Regions from separate parts of the Mus musculus genome. Here region 2 is linked to region 1. The links are chromatin contacts, called in public Hi-C maps. All regions are on one chromosome and are shown on one strand. Each heading gives the region's core, a stretch centred on a gene start, on an enhancer-like site or on the middle of the called end of the contact. The rest is flanking DNA. Distances are from core to core; before and after follow the strand shown. Region 1 overlaps Vav2 (vav 2 oncogene). Region 2 overlaps Vav2 (vav 2 oncogene).

Region 1 (4,852 bases), core at 2,334-4,833:
CCGTGCCCCCCATCACCCCCACTGCAGGCAGTGAGGCACAGTGCCCCCCATCACCCCCACTGCAGGCAGTGAGGCACAGTGCCCCCCATCACCCCCACTGCAGGCAGTGAGGCACAGTGCCCCCCATCACCCCCACTGCAGGCAGTGAGGCACAGTGCCCCACATCACCCCCATTGCAGGCAGTGAGGCACCGTGCCCCCCATCACCCCCACTGCAGGCAGTGAGGCACCGTGTCCCCCATCACCCCCACTGCAGGCAGTGAGGCACAGTGCCCTCCATCACTCCCACTGCAGGCAGTGAGGCACAGTGCCCCCCATCACCCCCACTGCAGGCAGTGAGGCACAGTGCCCCCCATCACCCCCACTGCAGGCAGTGAGGCACAGTGCCCCCCATCACCCCCACTGCAGGCAGTGAGGCACAGTGCCCCATATCCAGAGATCAGACACAATATTCCTCAGCACCACAGGGATCCCCGCTCCAGGTACACCGCACACGCCTTGTGGGTCCAGAGATGTTTCTGCACCCAGAAGGCCTGACCTAACAGCTGAGGCTGCCGTGGGCTGTCCACGAGCTTGTGACAGACTCCTACAGACCTCAGCAATGTATCCTGAGAAAGGTCAGCCTAGGTGGCCTAAAATGACACCATTACGAGGAGCCACTTGCACACTGCTACCTTTTCTGCTCTCCTTCCTTGTCTCAGTCAGCTTTTTCTGCTGCAAACATCAAACTGTCAGGCTTCACTAGACACAATTAATGCTTGGGGCACTGGGGAAAAACAATTAGCCAATTAAAGCTTAATTAACTGTGGACAAAAACCAGAAAGAAAAGGCCTTGCACCAGTTGCCCCGGGATGAGTGAAGGAAAGCCAGGCCCCTCAGCCCCAAGTGGGGACTACACAGAGAGACACCAGAGCAAGAGATGACAGAGACGTGTTTCTTAATGGATGCTCACAGGACAGGAAGGGTGGCCCTGCACTCTGCACCAGAGACTGAAGTACAACGAAAGCAGTAATGAGCACACACACAGTGACACACAGTTACACGCAGTGACCATAGCACACCTGGAGTGTCTCTCTGTCTGTGGTTGCTTCCTAGAATGTGGGCTCCTATTTCCTCAGAGCCAAATCCAAAGTAAGCAAGGAGGAAGCTCACAAGTAGAGCAGTCTCCCAGAACCCTGGCACGGTGCAGGACCTCTCACATGCTTTCTCGAGTGTTTGGATTGATCCTGGTGTCCTGTCCTGGACTGTAGCTTAGCAGAACGGAGTTGTGCTCCTAAAAATTTCAAAACAAAGCCCAAGTCTCCATCAAGCTCCAGCCTCACCCACCCTGTCCTGCCCCACCTTCTCTACTTTAAGCTAAGTCGACCTCCCACTGGGCCGGCGTGTACCTCCCGTCCATTGCAGGTATAGCTCCCAAGCTTCTCACCCCACCCACCAAACCCAGAAATCCTAAAAACACCTCAGCCACCAGTGCCACTGCTACATCACCGCGGCCCACCACCACACAGTGGTCCCAGCCTCTGCCTTCCCAGTGGCTGAGGTTTCCAGCTCTAGCTCAGGCTGAGCAGAGCAGAGAACACAACGAAGAGGCCCATCCTCTGGAACTAGAGTTACAGACAGTTGCGAGCTGTCATGTGGGTGGCTGCAAATTGAACCTGAAAGAGCACTTGGGTACTCTTAACGACTGAGCCATCTCTCCAGCATGAGCCTGCTCTTACCAAAGGGGCTGTGTCTTAACCATGAGAGCTTGCCAGAGGACTCGCCATACAAATGAACACTGGTATGAGACCATCTGGTCCATGAGAAGGGACATAAGGCACTGGGCCCCATGTCTCACCTTGAGCTGGGATAGATACCGAGCCTCAGACATGACTGAGTGTTCCAGGATTCAGAGCACCAAGTGCACCAGAAAACCTAGGAGCCGGTGGGCCAGTTCCCCAGTCCAGCAGGTGCTCCTGCCCAATCCCGCTCTGTGGAAGGTGCCAGGTCACCCACGAAGCCTGAGCCCACAAGAAGCTAGCTTCCTTCCTGTGCCACTTGCCTGCACTCCAGCATACTGATATGGCCCACTGCACTTCTGCCTTACCGTCTAGCATTGGAGCCTTTCCCTCTGCTTCCATCCCTCTGGCGTACTGCCCTCAGCACTCCTCAGAGTTAGAACCCTCGGGGGCACCAGCATCCAACTCACCACCACCACTGCCTCCAAGCAGAGCCCTGCCCTTCATCACCAACACTAAAAAAGAGGGATCAATCTTTAGCTTGGGCTCCTCTCAGCCTCAAACCTTCAGCTCAACCCTTCCCATTTCCCAAGAAGCCCAGGGGACCCACACACACAGCTCTTCACAAGGCTAGTGCTGATTGGAGCATCTCAGCTACTGACCAGAAGCATCCCACACCCAGACTCCAAGAAGTAAGCAACTTCAGCCTCAGAGCTCGGTGCAGTGGGGACCAGCGCACCTGCCCAGCATGCACAAGGCCATGGGTTCCATCCCTAGGACCATGAAATGTTCTCATTGCCAGTTAAAACCCAGAGGTAGACTGTGTGTGTGTATATGTGTGTGTGTGTGTGTGGTGAGCACATATTCATTTCTACATATGCACACCCAGCATATTTGATCTTCAAGTTCCCCTGAAAGGGTGGCTTATAACCTCCTCCACTAGCAGAGGTGTGGAGGAAAGTCTTCCAAGCAGGAACTGGAAAGTCATTGCCAGCAGCCCCTGCCAGGGCTCTGCCGGGATTCCTGAGGCTGCTCCGATCCATGACGGCTGCATTTTAATAAGTAATTAGTACGAAATGGATGCTGCGAAAAGGCCCCAGTACCTCCCAGACAGCATTAAGCCAAGGCGTGCAAATGAACTTGGCACAGCAGGGCCTGGTGAGAGGCACCAGCCAGCAGCAGAGCGTCTCAGGAGAGCAAAAGGCCCACTCAGCAAACTTCCTGAACAAATATTAGGGGGAAATGTGGAGACGCAAGGAGGCTTGAAGCCTGGGTATGGAGATCAGGGGTCTATGACCAGACAAGGCTGGAGACCCATTCATACAGATGCCAAAATCTGTCCCTCCAGACACCTGACAGTAACTAGGGCAAAGTGTCGGTGTGTGACATGACATCAGAGGATTGGTAAGGCCAGCACCCCAGGCAATTGGAACAGGCCATGGGGTATACGCCTGCCCACTTAGCCAACCCTGGCACAATCCCTGTGTAACTCCCAAGACCTGCCACTTAAAGGACACACCACAAGATGTGCAGCTGTCTCATCTGTCCCTTCCCCCAGCAGGTTTCAGGGATGAGGATTCTGAGAACCATTTCAGGGATGGGGACACAGTGCTACGGAGTGTGCTGTAGCAGCAACAAGGGGGACAGCCTGTGTCAAGCCCAGTAACATCTGGGGTATGCTTCAGAGCCCTTCTGTTAAAAACTCTCAGCTGACTCACCTTACCTGGCTGCCAGAAACACCAGCAAATACGTCCCTCTCCCCTCCCCCATCCTGTGTCAAATTCGGAGGACAAAAGGCAGCAGATGTCTGGAGGAGGGGATAGGTCAATGGGGGGTGGGGGTGGAGACAGCTATTTCAGGGGAACAAAACAAACATCTGGAGAGGCAAGCTAGCTTCCTCCTGTGTCAGCTACAGGTGGCTGTGAGGTACAGGGCTGGCTGTGCCATAGCACTCTGTAGAACATGCTACGTAGACTAGTGATTCCTGCTTGGGATCCTAAGGAAGAGGGCCCGGGAAATAAGCCAAGGTCCGTAAGGTACTGGAGGAACGGTGGGACACAGAGAGGCCCTGAAGGCCCCTAACAAGCATAGCAGGATATGGGCAGGTGAGCTCTGCCTCCCACCACCACCGTGTAATACCCTGCCCCACTAGTGACCCACTAGTGACCGGACTGCACCCTTCCAGACACCATGTGGCTGACACCTGGAGGTGGCAGCTTGGCTATGCAGAGTCTGAGATTTCAAACTCTTGTTTAAGCATCTCTAGAACTCTCCCTTCCTTTAAACAAACTGCCACAGCAGAAAGACGGGGCTGAGGTGACTCAGTAGGGCTCTGTCCCCCTACTTCCTGCCTCACTGAGAGAAGCTGAAGATCCACAGCTGGGGAGAAGTGTCCAGACTGTGTGGCTGCCATCAGCAAAGCCTTAGACATTATCTAGTGTCCTACCACTCAGATGCACTGGCAGCGAGCGCCTTCCCCTGAGACCCAGGCAGCTGGCCGGCCAGCTTTCATACTGCCCCCTGCCTCACAGTCCTCAAACCACCTCCTGGCCTCCTCACCATCCTCCTTTCTATTCCTTGAGGTTCGCATGGATACAGGAGCTCCCGGGTGGAAAGGACTCAGTCTATGGTACTGGTGACAGAGACCTGTCATGACTTCCATGAAGTGAGAGGACTCAGGGGCTCAGAGGCTGCTGAGTGGAGACTAGGCCAGTGGGTAAGCAATGCCAGAATCATCTAGTGACCTGTCAGTCCATGCTCAGGTCTTGTTTAGGGCCAGGTCAACTGCTACAGAAGTAGGAAGTGCAGCGACATTTCTACTGAGTCAAGGGCGGGCACTGATTAGAAGCATCCCACCGTGTGACCCACATCAGTAGCTGACTGTCTGAGATCAGGCTGGTATCAACTGTACCATCTGGAGGGGCTGCAGGTTCCCAGGTGAGACCCCAGCTGGGACACACATGAGTAGCCTAGACCTCTGGAAACCAAGGCTCCTCCTACGGAACAATCAACCTCCTGTCCCTACAGAGCCAGACCTCCTGGTCCAGTCAGGGGCCCATGCTTCTTAGACTCTCCCACACTAAGGCTTAAGCGTCTGTCATATCAGAGTCACACGGATGCACTGAGGCTTCAGGG
Region 2 (4,319 bases), core at 94-2,593, 81 kb before region 1:
TGCACAGAGGTATGGCCGTTGTAGCTGGACGTCAAGCTCTGATCCCACCAATGAGCAAGCACCTCTTCCCAAACTGCCTATGATCCTCTAATCTATTTGGCCTGCAGAGTGTCAAGGATGGAATAGAACATGTCAACTCACATAAGCAGTAATGTTTCCTTGGGTCTTAGGCCTAGTGACCAAGCATTAGCCACCAGGATCCCAATAAGCCAGAGAGGCAGAGACAGTTGCAGGGACCCCACAAGTCCCTACTATCAAAGTGAGGCTTGGAGGTTCACAGCCCTCCAAGCTGTGATGGAGAAACAGTGGGTAGTGACCCTGGTTACAAAGAGGAACAAGGATCCAGAGACGAGTGGACCCCTGCCTCAGTCCCGAGAATGTGAGGCTGAGCCTCTGGGAACTGCCTGCCTCTGCATCATGCACGGGCTGGTTTCCAGGTATACAAGGTCTCTCAAACCTTGAAGGCAACTGAGGCTCCAGTCCAGGCAGCTGTCACTCACCTTTCCTTAAACTCCAGAAAGACCTTAGCCAGGGTACTGCCACCAGCCATCATGGACACATCGATGGCTCGCAGAAAGCTGTGATGCACCTTGATGAGGTCCTAAAGGGAAAGTATGGTCAGTGCCCAGCCAGGCCCAGCCAGGCACAGCCAGGCACAGCCAGGCACAGCCAGGCACAGCCAGGCCCTGCGTACCCAAGAGGTGCTGCAGGGTGCTCACCTAAGCCTGTAAAGTCTACTATCACTCAGTCAGAAGCTTCTAGCAGGTGTGTCTAGCTTTTTGTTTTGTTTTGTTTTGGAGGCAGGGTTTCTCTTTATAGTCCCTGCTGTCCTGAAACTCACTCTGGAGACCAGAGTCTAGTCTGAGTTGAGGCTCGAATTCAGAGATCTGCCTTCCTCTGCCTTAATTCAAATACTAGGATTAAAGGTGTGGGACACCACCACCTGACTATCTAACTTTTTGACATTATAGCCCAGTGCTATCAACAGAGTCAGCACTCAAGAATCACACAATTACAAAAATATACAACTACAAAACAAATCTTAAATGATTTAAGCAAAATTTGAGACTTAGTGGCTGCATTCAAAGCCATCCTGGGCCATATGCTCCCAACCTCCCAGCCACAGGCTGGACACCCTTGTTACAGTGCCCAGCACATGGAGAAGATGAAGCACAGTATGGTCATGAAGTGGAGTGAGCTGCCCAGACCCAAACTGGCCCCTAGGGACACATGGCAGCTGCCTCAGGACAGACTTGAAGCCAGAAGATGGAGAAAGCAGTGTAGCTGCTCTCAGCTGGCAACCTCGTGGCTGCTCTGCCACTCAGAAGAATGGAGCTGCCTGCAGCCACTCAGCGCTCAACTGCTGCAGGAAGTAAGGCCTTACTAGGTCACCTCCTCAAGTTCCACCCCAGGTACAGAACGGTGTCAGAACACTGGCCACGCCCTCTACTCCTCTCAGCTTTGTTTCTGTCCCAAGTCATTTGTACTGCTTGGAGCCCAGACAGCAAAAGGAACACTCTGGTCAGCCCTGTGTGGGAGAGTAAGACACCCCCCACCCCAACCTCAGTCTTTGAGCTGACCGAGGTGGTAAGGAGCCAGAAGCGAGCAGCCTTCTCTGAGGGGCAGCCATTCATATGTGACATCTGGAGTTGTAAACCAGCTGCCTTCGCAGGCTAACCTTCACACACGATCATCTGGTGCACATGAGTGGTCAGACACCTGCAGAGCACAGCAGTTGTGGGGCGCACTTCCTTCTGTCTTAACAGAAACCTTGCTAATAGCCCTGTGGGTCTCGAGTCTGCTCCAGAGCTGTGAGTCTGTGCACAGCTGACAACTAACATAGCAAGTCACAGGAAAACTCTCAGGCCACACCAGATATCACCTCTTCTGCCTCCTAAAGGACAGTCTCCAGTGTGGGAAGCTATCCTCCCATCTGTCAATCATAAGCCAGCCAAAGCACCATCAGGGATGTAGCTCTGCTAAGCCCCAGGGATCTCATCTTAGGAGACAGTTGCATACCTGGCAGAACTTGCCAGAAAGCTTACCTCCAGGTTGATGAAGACAGCAGCCATATCCGCCGGGCTCAGCACCAGCCGCAAGGGACCCATGTAGTTCTGGAAGGAAGAAGTTTATGCTGCCACTCAGTATGTGGGCACTTTCCAGCCAAAGCCAAAGCTGCCCTGCACAGGGAGGGCTCAGTGCTCACTGGACAGCACATGCAGAGGACAATGTGTGACTGCACAAATGTGGGATTGCAGAGTGGGCAAGGCAGGCTGGGACCAAGACCACAGTCCATGCCCACAGCTCTGTGGAGGCCATAGTAAGGTCAGCCTGGGTCAAGGGGCAGCATACACCAGAACCATGGCTAGAGGCTCCCCACTCACCATTCTGACCACATTGGGTGTGGTGGTTTGAATGTGCTTGGCCCAGGGAGTGGTACTATTTAGAGGTGAGGCCTGTTGGAGAAGGTGTAACCTTGGAGGAAGTTTGTCACTGTGGGGGTGGGCTTTAAGACACTCCTCCTAGCTGCCTGGGAGCCAGTCTTCTGTCTGCCTTTGGATGAAGATGGAGAACCCTCAGCTCCTCCAGCCCCATGTCTGTCTGGATACTGCCATGCTCCCATCTTGATGATAATGAACTGAACCTCTGAACCCATAAGCCAGCCCCAATTAAATGCTGTCCTTTATAAGAGTTGTTTTGGTCATGGTGTTTATTTATAGCAATGGAAACCATAACAAAGACACTGGGGAAAACTCCACACCAGAGAACAGCCAAGAGGATTTTAGTTGACAGTGGCACTGTTCATTATACAAGGACATTGATGCACCAGGAAGATTCAAAAGCAAGGCCTACTGAGTGGTGACAGGGGCTAGGTGGATGGATATAGGCCACTGGCAGTACTCAGGGCCTTGGGTGGTATCTAGTCACATGGCCCATCATATCCAATGTGCTACTTTCCTGGCTACCAACAAAGGCACCGGTATACCCCACGGGGCAAGGGGAGGCTTGAAGAACTTAGCTCAAGATCTGGCTTCACATGTTCAAAAGCAGAGCTGCGAACTGAGAAGAGGTGCAGGGGAGGCTTTCCACAGAAGGGAGGGGAGGCACCTTATGTGGGGACACTCTGGCAAGGTGGAGGGGCTGTTACCCCAGTGTGCTGTGTCAACTTACCGTGCTCCTCAGCCTTCCTAACCTGTGACCCTTTAATACGGGTCCTCATGTTGACCCCCACCATAAAATTACCATTATGCTACTTCATAATGGTAATTTTGCTACTGCTATGAATCATAATGTAAATATCTGTTCTGATGCAGGATATCTGAATTGAGACCCCCAAAGGGGTCGAGACCCACAGGTTGAAACCTGCTAGTCTAGAGTCACGGGAAGGGAGTTTTAATGAGGGATTGCTCAGGTCAGACTGTCCGGTGGTTGTGTCTGGGGGCTGGCCTGGGCATTCATTGATGCAGGAAGACCCAGCCCGCTATAAGTAGCACCAACCCCTGGCCTGGTGGTCCTGGGCTGTTCTGCTAAGCAGGAGCTAGCAAGCAGCTTTTCTCCATGGTTTCTGCTTGAGGTCTTGCACTGATTCCCCCCGCTGGGACTGTAATCTCCAAGTTAGGATAAAGTAAACTCCTCTCTTCCCTCAGCTCCTTTTGGTCAGAGTTTCCTCACAGGCAGAGAGAGAGAGAGAGAAAACTGGAACAGGTGCTAAGACCCTGACCCTGGGCTTTCCAGGAGAAATGGCTCTCACCTTCTCAATGTCCTCCAGGGTGCGGTAGTACTTGGCCTCGGTCTCCTGAATCTCTAACAAGCAGCAGCTTCTCTTGTCGTCCTCAGTCATGCCCATTTTCTAGAGGAGACATGACGCGTGAGCCAGGACCCCACTACCTGGCCACCCAGGTATCTGCTGCCGGCCACCTGTCCCACACAACAGGATGACACCTTTCCAGTATGGTCACAAGATTACTGAGTTTACAGTGAGCCCCAGCCCCTCCCCCATTCTCTATGTCTGAGGAAATGGAGGCACGTGGACAGGAGAGGACGGAGAGTTAGCAGCAAGGAAGTCACTAGGCTTTTAGACTCCTGGGTATTCACTCCTGACTCAGAACCCAGCATCCTCACCAGCCTGGGATGAAAGCTTCAGGAGAGGACTGTACCGCAGACAGGAGAGTTGTGCTCACGGCACTTGTTTGAGTGGGTCAGCCCTGTCCTGCAGTTGACATTGGCCAACTCCTCGGAGACCCACAGCTGACCCATTCTGGCTTCCAAAACCAAGTGCCCCAAAGGCCAAACTTCCCAGAGGAGCCACCAGCCTCCAC

The links. Hi-C and Micro-C count contacts between places; a contact is called where the count stands out from the background.
Region 2: a Hi-C map of double positive thymocytes shows a contact between it and region 1, with 1.6 times the contacts expected there. The contact joins two enhancer-like sites. A contact is called at or near these places in 6 of 15 datasets of contacts at CTCF or cohesin (the NIH/3T3 cell line, embryonic stem cells, large pre-B cells and 1 more), 53 of 484 Hi-C or Micro-C datasets (3T3-L1-derived adipocytes, the 63-12 cell line, B cells and 28 more), 12 of 115 datasets of contacts at active chromatin or transcription factors (the HPC-7 cell line, bone marrow-derived dendritic cells, double positive thymocytes and 7 more) and 4 of 9 other capture datasets (adipose tissue, embryonic tail, liver and 1 more).

Annotation. Positions count from the first base shown.
Region 1 is chr2:27,374,543-27,379,394 of GRCm38.p6, forward strand. The region is part of intron 2 of Vav2 (vav 2 oncogene); the gene reads right to left. Among named protein-coding and RNA genes, the nearest start is that of Vav2, 51 kb to the right of the region's middle. Within about 2 kb of position 3,584, at least 24 of the 459 cell types and tissues checked have an H3K27ac peak or open chromatin away from gene starts, as enhancers often do. A contact at or near this core is called in double positive thymocytes, where this site is marked.
Region 2 is chr2:27,295,623-27,299,941 of GRCm38.p6, forward strand. It overlaps Vav2 (vav 2 oncogene), which reads right to left. Exons shown (of 28, transcript NM_009500.2): 6 at 3,752-3,850; 7 at 2,046-2,114; 8 at 501-601. Among named protein-coding and RNA genes, the nearest start is that of Sardh, 50 kb to the left of the region's middle. Within about 2 kb of position 1,344, at least 51 of the 459 cell types and tissues checked have an H3K27ac peak or open chromatin away from gene starts, as enhancers often do. A contact at or near this core is called in double positive thymocytes, where this site is marked.